Linked DNA regions of Sus scrofa: region 1 is linked to region 2. Evidence: chromatin contacts called from public HiChIP or PLAC-seq data. All regions are on one chromosome and are shown on one strand. Each heading gives the region's core, a stretch centred on a gene start, on an enhancer-like site or on the middle of the called end of the contact. The rest is flanking DNA. Distances are from core to core; before and after follow the strand shown.

What was found. HiChIP or PLAC-seq counts read pairs in DNA pulled down with a chosen protein or histone mark.
Region 1: a contact with region 2 is called in an H3K27ac HiChIP or PLAC-seq map of alveolar macrophages, with 6 times the contacts expected there. The contact joins the enhancer-like site here to the promoter of C1GALT1 in region 2. A contact is called at or near these places in 2 of 5 promoter capture datasets (both in liver), 8 of 47 Hi-C or Micro-C datasets (embryonic fibroblasts, heart right ventricle, liver and 4 more) and 2 of 2 datasets of contacts at active chromatin or transcription factors (alveolar macrophages and skeletal muscle).

What each region holds. Positions count from the first base shown.
Region 1 is chr9:77,761,424-77,765,627 of Sscrofa11.1, forward strand. It overlaps COL28A1 (collagen alpha-1(XXVIII) chain), which reads right to left. Exons shown (of 35, transcript XM_021063396.1): 18 at 3,291-3,359. All of the region lies in intron 2 of LOC110255476 (a long non-coding RNA gene), which reads left to right. Among named protein-coding and RNA genes, the nearest start is that of COL28A1, 78 kb to the right of the region's middle. Within about 2 kb of position 2,953, at least 2 of the 83 cell types and tissues checked have an H3K27ac peak or open chromatin away from gene starts, as enhancers often do. A contact at or near this core is called in alveolar macrophages, where this site is marked.
Region 2 is chr9:77,507,426-77,511,890 of Sscrofa11.1, forward strand. C1GALT1 (glycoprotein-N-acetylgalactosamine 3-beta-galactosyltransferase 1) reads left to right here and starts at 1,917. Exons shown (of 5, transcript XM_021063389.1): 1 at 1,917-2,153. LOC102161092 (a long non-coding RNA gene) reads right to left here and starts at 1,819. Exons shown (of 6, transcript XR_002335827.1): 1 at 1,406-1,819; 2 at 716-789.

The sequences.
Region 1 (4,204 bases), core at 1,703-4,202, 260 kb after region 2:
AAAAAGAAAAACTGAGGTTCATTAAATACACAAAAACTGTCTAGTTATCAAGGAATGAAAACTAAACCAATGAGATGTATTTTTACACAATTCATATTGACAAGAATGTAGAAAAAAGCATTGTCATCTATTACTGGAAGGAGGATAAACAGTGCAAAGATTTTACCCGTTGACTATCTTGGGTAGGATTTTTACAATATCAAAATTGAAAAAAACAATTTTTTAATTATTAAAAAGGAGCTCCCTCATTGTTCAGTGGGTTAAGATCTGGCATTATCACTGCTGTGGCACAGGTTTGATCCCTGGAGTGGGAACTCCTGCATGCCACAGGTGTGGCCAAAAGTAATAATAATAAACAAAATTGAAAACTTACATACCCTGTAACCTTTAAGTTCTGCTTGTAGCAATTTATCATCTATTAATGAGAGAAACTTGTATTCTCACACAAGAGAAAAATCAGAGAATGTTTACGGCAGCATTGGCAAACAAAAAAATGGAAAGCAATTTATATGTTCATCAATAGAAAAATGTGTAAATATTAAATGAGATGTTTTCATATACTGTAGTATCATGGTGCAATTAAAATGAATGAATTAAAGGCTTTAAAAAATACAAATAGGAGTTCCCTTCATGGCTCAGTGGCTAATGAATTCAATCGGACTAGGAACAATGATGTTGCAGGTTCAATCCCTGGCCTTGCTTAGTGGGTTAAGAATCTGGTGTTGTGGTGAGCTGTGCTGTAGGTCGCAGATGTGGCTCGGATCCAAAGTTGCTGTGGCTGAGACATAGGCTGGCGGCTGTAGCTCCAATTCTATTGCTAGCCTGGGAACCCCCATATGCTGCGGGTGCAGCCCTAAAATGATAAAAAAAAATACAAATAACACATAAGGCTGAGTATAACTACATTGTAGAATGATATGTAATGATATATTATGTAAAAAAGCAACAAATGGCTTATAGATAAAAACTTATGGGAAAATTATAAAAATTTTGACAGAATGATAAATACCAAATTCATGATAATGAATATGTCTGGGGAGGGAAAGGAGAGCAATAGGATTGGGGAGCACAGAACAGAGGCCTCTTTTTATACCTGCAATGCTTCTTAAATAAATTGTAGAATAAATATGGCAAAATGTTAATATTTGATAAAACTGTCTTGTGTAACACATGGATGTTCTTTGTTATTCTGTACAATAGTGAGTATGTTTTCATTTTTTAGAGAGAGATTTTGTATCCATTTAGTGCGAAACTAGGATTTGAACTTCAGTGGTGTAACTCCTTAGTAGCCTCCTCTACATGGCCTCTCTGAAACTGGCATATATATAACATAATATGTATATATACATATATACTATAGACATGTAAAGACATAGCATGTGGGAGTTCCTTGGTGGCCTAGCAGTTAAGGATCTGGCATTGTCACTGCTGTGGACAGGTCACTGATTGGTAGGTTAGATCCCTGGCCCAGGAATTTCTGTATGCTATGATCATGGCTAAACAAACAGTGTGTGTGTGTACGCATATAAATACTCAGCATATTTAGCACTTAGCACATTTGTGTAACACATCAAAACCATGTAACAAATAGCAGCTAATATCACTATATTATTACTTTTTTTTTTTTTTTTGTCTTTTTAGGGTCACTCCCACAGCATGTGGAGGTTCCCAGGCTAGGGACTGAATCAGAGCTGCAGCTGCCAGCCTATACCACAGCCACTGCAACCCCAGATCCAAGCTACATCTGCAACCTACACCACAGCTCATGGCAAAGCCAGATCCTTAACCCACTGAGTGAGGCCGGGGATCAAATCTGTGTCCTTTTGGATACTAGTCAGATTCATTTCCACTGAGCCACAATGGGAACTGCATTATTACATTTTGTATCTCTTGCTTATGTATATGTTATGTTTCTGTATATGTGATATGTATATTCATCTTAGGCCATATCTTATATTCTCCGAATACTCAAATTCTCATAATAATCATGGCAATAGCAGCAGAATAATGATGAATTTTAATCCTCAGCATGGCTTGCCAGATTCCACATGCCTTCAGAATGAGCTATGGAAATTGTGAAGGGTAAAATAAGGATTTGTTTGTTTGTTTGTTTGTTTTTTGCTTTTTAGAACCACACCCACGGCACATGGAGGTTCCCAGGCTAGGGGTCCAATTGGAGTTGTAGCTGCTGGCCTATACCACAGCCACAGCAACACAGGATCAGAGCTGCGTCTGCAACCTACACCACAGCTCAGGCCATTGCTGGATCCTAACCCACTGAGAAGGCCAGGGATCAAACCTGTATCCTCATGGATGCTAGTCAGATTCGAAAACTGCTGCGCCACAACGGGAACGTCCCATTTATATATTTAACAGATTTATTGAGCACCTATTGTGTCCCAAACTGGGGATTCAGTAATAAAAAAGAAAAAAAGGGAACAGAGTCCTTGCGCCAGTGGAGTAGCATTGTCCAATAGAAATACAAAGCAAGATGTATAGTTATAATTTTAGTAATAGCCACATTTGCAACATTAAGAGAAACAGATAAATACAATTCTAATAACATGTTTACTTACTCTAATACATCTGAAATTTTATCATTTTGATATGTAGTCAATATACAAATATATTGACCATATAGTTTACATTCTTTTTCTTTGTCCCCATTTTTGTAATCAAGTGTGTGTAGTACATGTCTAGCTTACCTCAATTCATACTAGCCACATATCAAATATTCAGTAACAACGTGTGGCTAGTGGCTGCCATATTGGCAGTGTGTTTCTAGAGGGTATAGTAAGATGAAAAGTAATTTAAAAAACATGCAAGTTGGGAATATTGGTAAAAGCAAGGAAATAAACAGGCTTCTTTTAAATAACTGGGTAACAGGGGTGAGGTAGACATACTTTATTTACATTCAGGAAATGGTTTTTGAGGAAGTAGCTTTTGAGCTGTGATCTGAAAGAGCCAGCCACAAAACAAAAGAGGGGAAGTAAAGTTTTCTGAAATCCTCCTAATGCTGTATAACATGGCAGGCAATAATGTTCTCAAAGAATCACTCTGTGCTATAAGAGTATCTCCGATGCTAATAAACAAAAAAATAGAAAGCATCATCATTAAACTAAGAGTTTGGTTTTTCTTAACAAGAGTTAAGCATCAGACTGCTTTCTGAATAAATATTCTAATCTGGTTTAAAAACAGATGAAACATGCATAATCTGTATTGCATTTGGGTAGACGTGAAATTTAGCATAATATTAACATAAATGCTTCTAAGCAGCTTTGAGAACTCACCTTTGGACCTTGTACTCCAACTCCCACTGGTCCTCTAGGACCTGTAGGTCCTATCTGGCCTACTTCTCCCTAGTGAGGAAAGAGTGAAGCGTATTTGACCATAGCAGCAAAGTAAAAATAAAATATACCTACCTTTGATTGCCTAAGAGCAAAACACGGCAACGGAATAAAACTAAGTTTCATATGCTCCATTCACACATGTGTATGTAGGTGTGTGTATAGCTATACATCTACGCAAATATATATTTCAGGCAATTATTTATTTTTAATTTTAGATATATTTCATATATACCTAAAGCTTCATCTATCTATCCGTCTATCTATGGTCTGGCTTAAAATATAAGCTCTGTAGCATATTCAAAATTTACTTTGAGAAGTCTCAAAGGAGGGCACCTAGAAAAGATAAGCAGTTATATTCCAGAACAACTAAAACTGACACATGAGAAGCCAAGGTTCTGCTGATCAAAAGCTATATCATAATCAGAGAAAACAAACTGAGCTTTTAACATTGAGCTTGAATCAGAAACCTCAAGGACAATAACTGTATTCTATTAAGCTACTTCTCACATGGGGCTCTCAAAGGAATCTACTAAAAGATAGGTGTCCTCAGAGAAAGATTTATTTAACAATGATTGGCAATGCTTTGAAGCACCATTAAGGACAGGTGGTTAAATAGTATGTGTCATGTCTTTCTCCAAGGGATAAATAGTTCTACTTTAGAAGACAATTTGATTCTCCATTTCATAGAAAAAAAAATTGTTAGGTTATTGCTGATTCCATGTCTTTAACTAAATGTTTTAGTTGATGGACCTATGGTGGGAAAGTTGGTGAGAATGAAAACTAGCCAACCCACAAGGAACCTCTTCAGATATTACTGCTTGAGTTGCTGGAATAGGATCTCATAAGTAAAAGTA
Region 2 (4,465 bases), core at 667-3,166:
GTTTATCATATATCATATTTATATGTCTTGGTGTTTTTTATTTTTAAGAGATATCTGAAAGAGTATAACATGAACTTTTTAAAAAAATGGTTACCTCTGGATTGTGGGATTTGGAAAGTTTTTTTTTTTTTTGTATTTGCTTAAATAAGTATGCATTGTTCTCATGGAAATAATGGCCATTTTCAAAAATATCCAAAAGGGTAGAAGGAGCTGATTTGACCTGGTATTATTTGTATCAACATAGCTTCTTGCCAGTAATTTTCTTTTTCCACTGCACCTGTAGCAAAGGGATGTTCCCAGCCCAGGGACTGAATCCAAGACACAAGTTTCAACTCATGCCATAGCTGTGGCTAAACACAGTGGATCCTTAATGCACTGCACCACAGTGGGGACTTCTACCAGTAATTTTCTTAGATGTGCTATAGCTGAACTTATCCTTGGAAGAGTTTCTTATTTTTGCTTATCTGCAAATATTTTCTGTATTCATTATAAATTTCACTAAAATTGAAATAAGACCCTTGGGGCATTTTGTCTTGTTTTGCTTTCCATTTGGAACACTCTGACCTCTGAAGGGTCTCTTTTCCTGCTACATAGTGGCTGTAGAAGGGAATATGGGAGGCTGGGCGATAATTACAAGTTGAGGAAGAGAAAAGAGGGTGGAGGTAAGGATATAAGAGAGAAGTCTGGAGGCATGAGCCAGAGAAACAGCACTAACCTGGACGTCAGATACTTGCACTTCTCTTCTAGATCAGGCTTTTCAGTTTATTTTTCTGACCTCAGCTTTCTCATCTGAAAAATGAGAGGTATGGGTAAGAATCACTAGATGTTTTAAAATTCTTTTGGAAGATTCTTTGGGATCTTATAGTGGCACATCCCGGTAAACTGCACTAAAGCTGAATCTGAACAAATTAAAGGAGGGGAAAACAACCATACCTTACTAAATGTTGTTATTATTTCTCCCAAGCACATTAAGTAACTTGCCAAGTTTACCGAGCTAATAGGTGGAGGGTTCAAGATTGAGGCCACAGCCCCTAGGCAGTAAAGAACTACTGAGAAGGGCATTAAAGGAAGCAAGTTTGCTTTCTCACCCTCAAGCCAGGCCTTGTAGATGATGATTAACACCAATTAAACCCAGACATTACCCCCACCTGCTGATTGCTGTGGGGCAGCCTCAATCGCTCCAGGGCTCCTCCCTCTAAACCCAAAACAGTTTTCCGATACAAAATCCCTTTACAAACTAAAAAGTGACGGGGGGTGGGGAGCGGGGGTTGCTGGTAAAGCTCCCAAGAATTCCAGCCACTGCCTGATAGCACTGAAGTAATGACGGAACTAAAGACCACGTGTGTATGTATGCAGGCTTCGTAGTATCACTAAGTTGGTTTTCAGCCCTTCCTAGTTCACATACCTGGTTATCCAACACCCGTTTGTATACCTCATCTTGTTGTACTTCCTTTTAATAAGGCCAGAGATACAGACTAAGGACAGTCGGGAGAAGGGATAAAAGCAGTAAAAAGAAAGGGTTAAGAGCAGGCTAGAGGCCCTAAGACTCCTGCAGGGTAAGAGCCTGCCCCTCAGACAAAGGTCCCTCAGGTATCCGCAGCCTCAGTTCCTGCTGCTTTAATTCTTTCAAAGGTCCGGAAGCCACTGCAAGACCCTATAGCAGAACGAGGAAGGCTGAGGCCACCCGTAAGGAGCGGATAGAGGGCTGCGACTATTGCTCGCAGAAAACCCGACTTCCCAGACCCCTTCGCACAGGGCGGGGCGTGCGCTCGGTGGCCTATCCCCACGCCAGCACGTCGCCGTAGCCCCGCCTCTCCCTGCCCCCTCGCTCCGCCCTTCCCTGGGGCTGGTGCGGCAGCGGCGACGTCAGAGCTCGGAGACCCCTGGGTGGCGGCTGCGCCGTCGGCGGGCCGCGGCCTGGACGCGCTGCGGGGAGGGGCGGAGCGAGCGGGCGGGAGCGAGCGCTGGGCCCGCCTCGGCCGCCGCCGCTGCCGCCGCCGCCGCCGGGGAATAATCTGGGCGGCAGCGGGCGGCCCCAGCTAGCAGCCACGAGCCACTTCTGCGGCTGCCGAGAAGAGCGAAGGTCGCCGGTCTCGTGGCGTCCCCCTCTCTGCCCCCCAGGAGGGGCGAGAGGGAGAGGAGGCTGATGTCAGGTACGGCTGGCGGAGGCGCCCTTAGGCTGCGGGTCCAAGGTCTCTGTTCCCCTCGCCCTCCCCCTCTCGGAGTGTGCGTGTGGGGGGAGCGTGGAGGGTGAACCCAGCCCCCAGCGCCACCAAACAGGTGTCTCGGAGTCGCCGCCGGGGCTGGGCAAGTGCGGGCTCCGGAGGGAGGCACGGGGCACTTCCTGCTCCCCGCGCCTCTGCGAACTGCCATTGGGGCCGCCTGCCCTCCGGGCCGCTATTTTGTTGACAAGTAGCCTCCTCTGGGTCGTGGATTCTTCCTTTTTGCCCTCTCGCTCGCCTCGTTTCCTCGCGCGCTGCCTGCCGTCGGGTGGCGACGGTGAGGCGCCGACTGCGCTGGAGGATCGCGCGGCTGGACCATTTAGCGGTCCTGCCCCGCGGGTCCCGCCCCGCCCCCGCGGACCGGCGGGCACTCAGGTGTGGGCACCTTCCGTGAAAGCCGCCGGGCAGCCTCACCGCCCCAGCGCCCAGCGAGCCGGCGCCTTCCGCAGGTGCCGGGGGACTTCCTCGGGGCTCTCTTGGATCATCAGGTTTGTCTGTGGCTGACTGGGTCTTTTAAATTTCCCTGCCTCTGGCGGAATGAACCAGGCAGGTGTGTGTTTAGGTACTTGATGCGTGGAGGACGGACGAGCAAAGGAGTTTTTTCCTTCCACTCTCCATTCTCCTACAAGGTGTGCTGAGATTAGTAGGTGCTGACAAAAGGACCTTATAACTCTAAATTAAAATAAATTGTATATTCAAAAAAGAGCGAAATTTAGGAGTGGTTATTCTTCCCCAGCTCTTACCTTCTCCCTTTATTTTTTTAAATGACAAAACAGCTTACGCTTTGGAGAAGTTGACTAGGTTTATAATCTAGTTCTCTTAATTCTTTGTGGTTATTTTTAAAGCCTTTCGGAGTGAAACCTAGAATCCTAACCGTGAATTGATTTCATCGTGCTTTTAAAAGTTAGTTATAAAGTTAGAACTTTAGTGCATCAGAGTGAGTAATTAGGCCGTTGTGACAGAAATATCTTCATTTACTAAAAGTTGGGCGTTTAACATAGATAGCTCTACCTCTGTGCCAGGAAAAAGTGTTGTGCAGGATTTCAAGTTACTTAATCCTGATATTACTTTAGACAGTGGGAATCTGAGTTTTTAGGACGTCTAACTTTTTGCAACTTTCCACAATGTTATCAGATAATTATCAAATGAGCCTTATGCACATGATGCTGTGTGTTCGAAGTATTATGTATAGTAATTATTTTGTTTTCTATCAGCCTTAGTGTGTATTGATGCACAGTTTAATTGAATGTAAAGTTTCAAGTTACCAAACAGTTAACTCTTTTTGTCATATGTTAAGTAAAACAGTGATTTAGTGAGGAAAGTATGACTCATTTAAAATTCTTCACAGGAAAATAATATGGTTTTTTTGTACTAGTGGAGAACTGTTAAATGTCTGTTAAGTTTGCCTGGAATTTGTGTTTTTCTGTATCTTTTTACTTAGGATTCAGCATTTTAAAAATGTTTTGTGATTACTACCCATTTAAATATAGGTATTTTTAAGTATTTTGGGGGGGATATAGATTATACTAGTCTCCAATTTTGAGTAAATTCAGTATCCCAAAATTATTAGAATTTTATCATAAACTTATTTAGGACTACATCAGTTAATGATCACTTAATGATGGAAATAGAAATGCGTGGCATTTAGATGTATACTGTTTGATTTGTGCCAAGATAAAAATTGCATTATAGTACTTATACACTTTATAAACTGTGGTAATTTAAAGTAGAGTCTTTGTGAGGAGAAATCATTGAGTGGAATCTTGTAACAGAGCACCTGTAAACATTAAATGGAAAATGGACAAGTTGATGCTGAAATTCAATTCAGATTCACTTAAAACATTAAGCTTCCCAGTACACCTATGTTACTTTTAGAAGATCTGTTGAGATTCTAGTAAAGAGACTAGTGTACAACCTATAACAAGGTAAAAAGAATATGACAAAATTCTTTTACCCAAACTAAAGTGGATTAAGGTCATTCTTTGAAAAGAAGAGGGGAATAAAAATGGAGAACTGTTCCATAAAAGAGAAGTTAGCATTTTATCTTAAAATCTAAATGTGTATCTAATGCGTACTTAAATTGTCACTTTACAGCTCATTCAAATGTCCTAAGGGAAAATACATGCCAAGATTTATAATGTGTGAACTTAAGAAGTGTCTCTTGAGGGAAAAAAATATAAGGAAGCTGTTATCTGTGAAAGAGGGAAGCCCATAGGAAGGTAGGAGAAACCAAAAAGAAAATC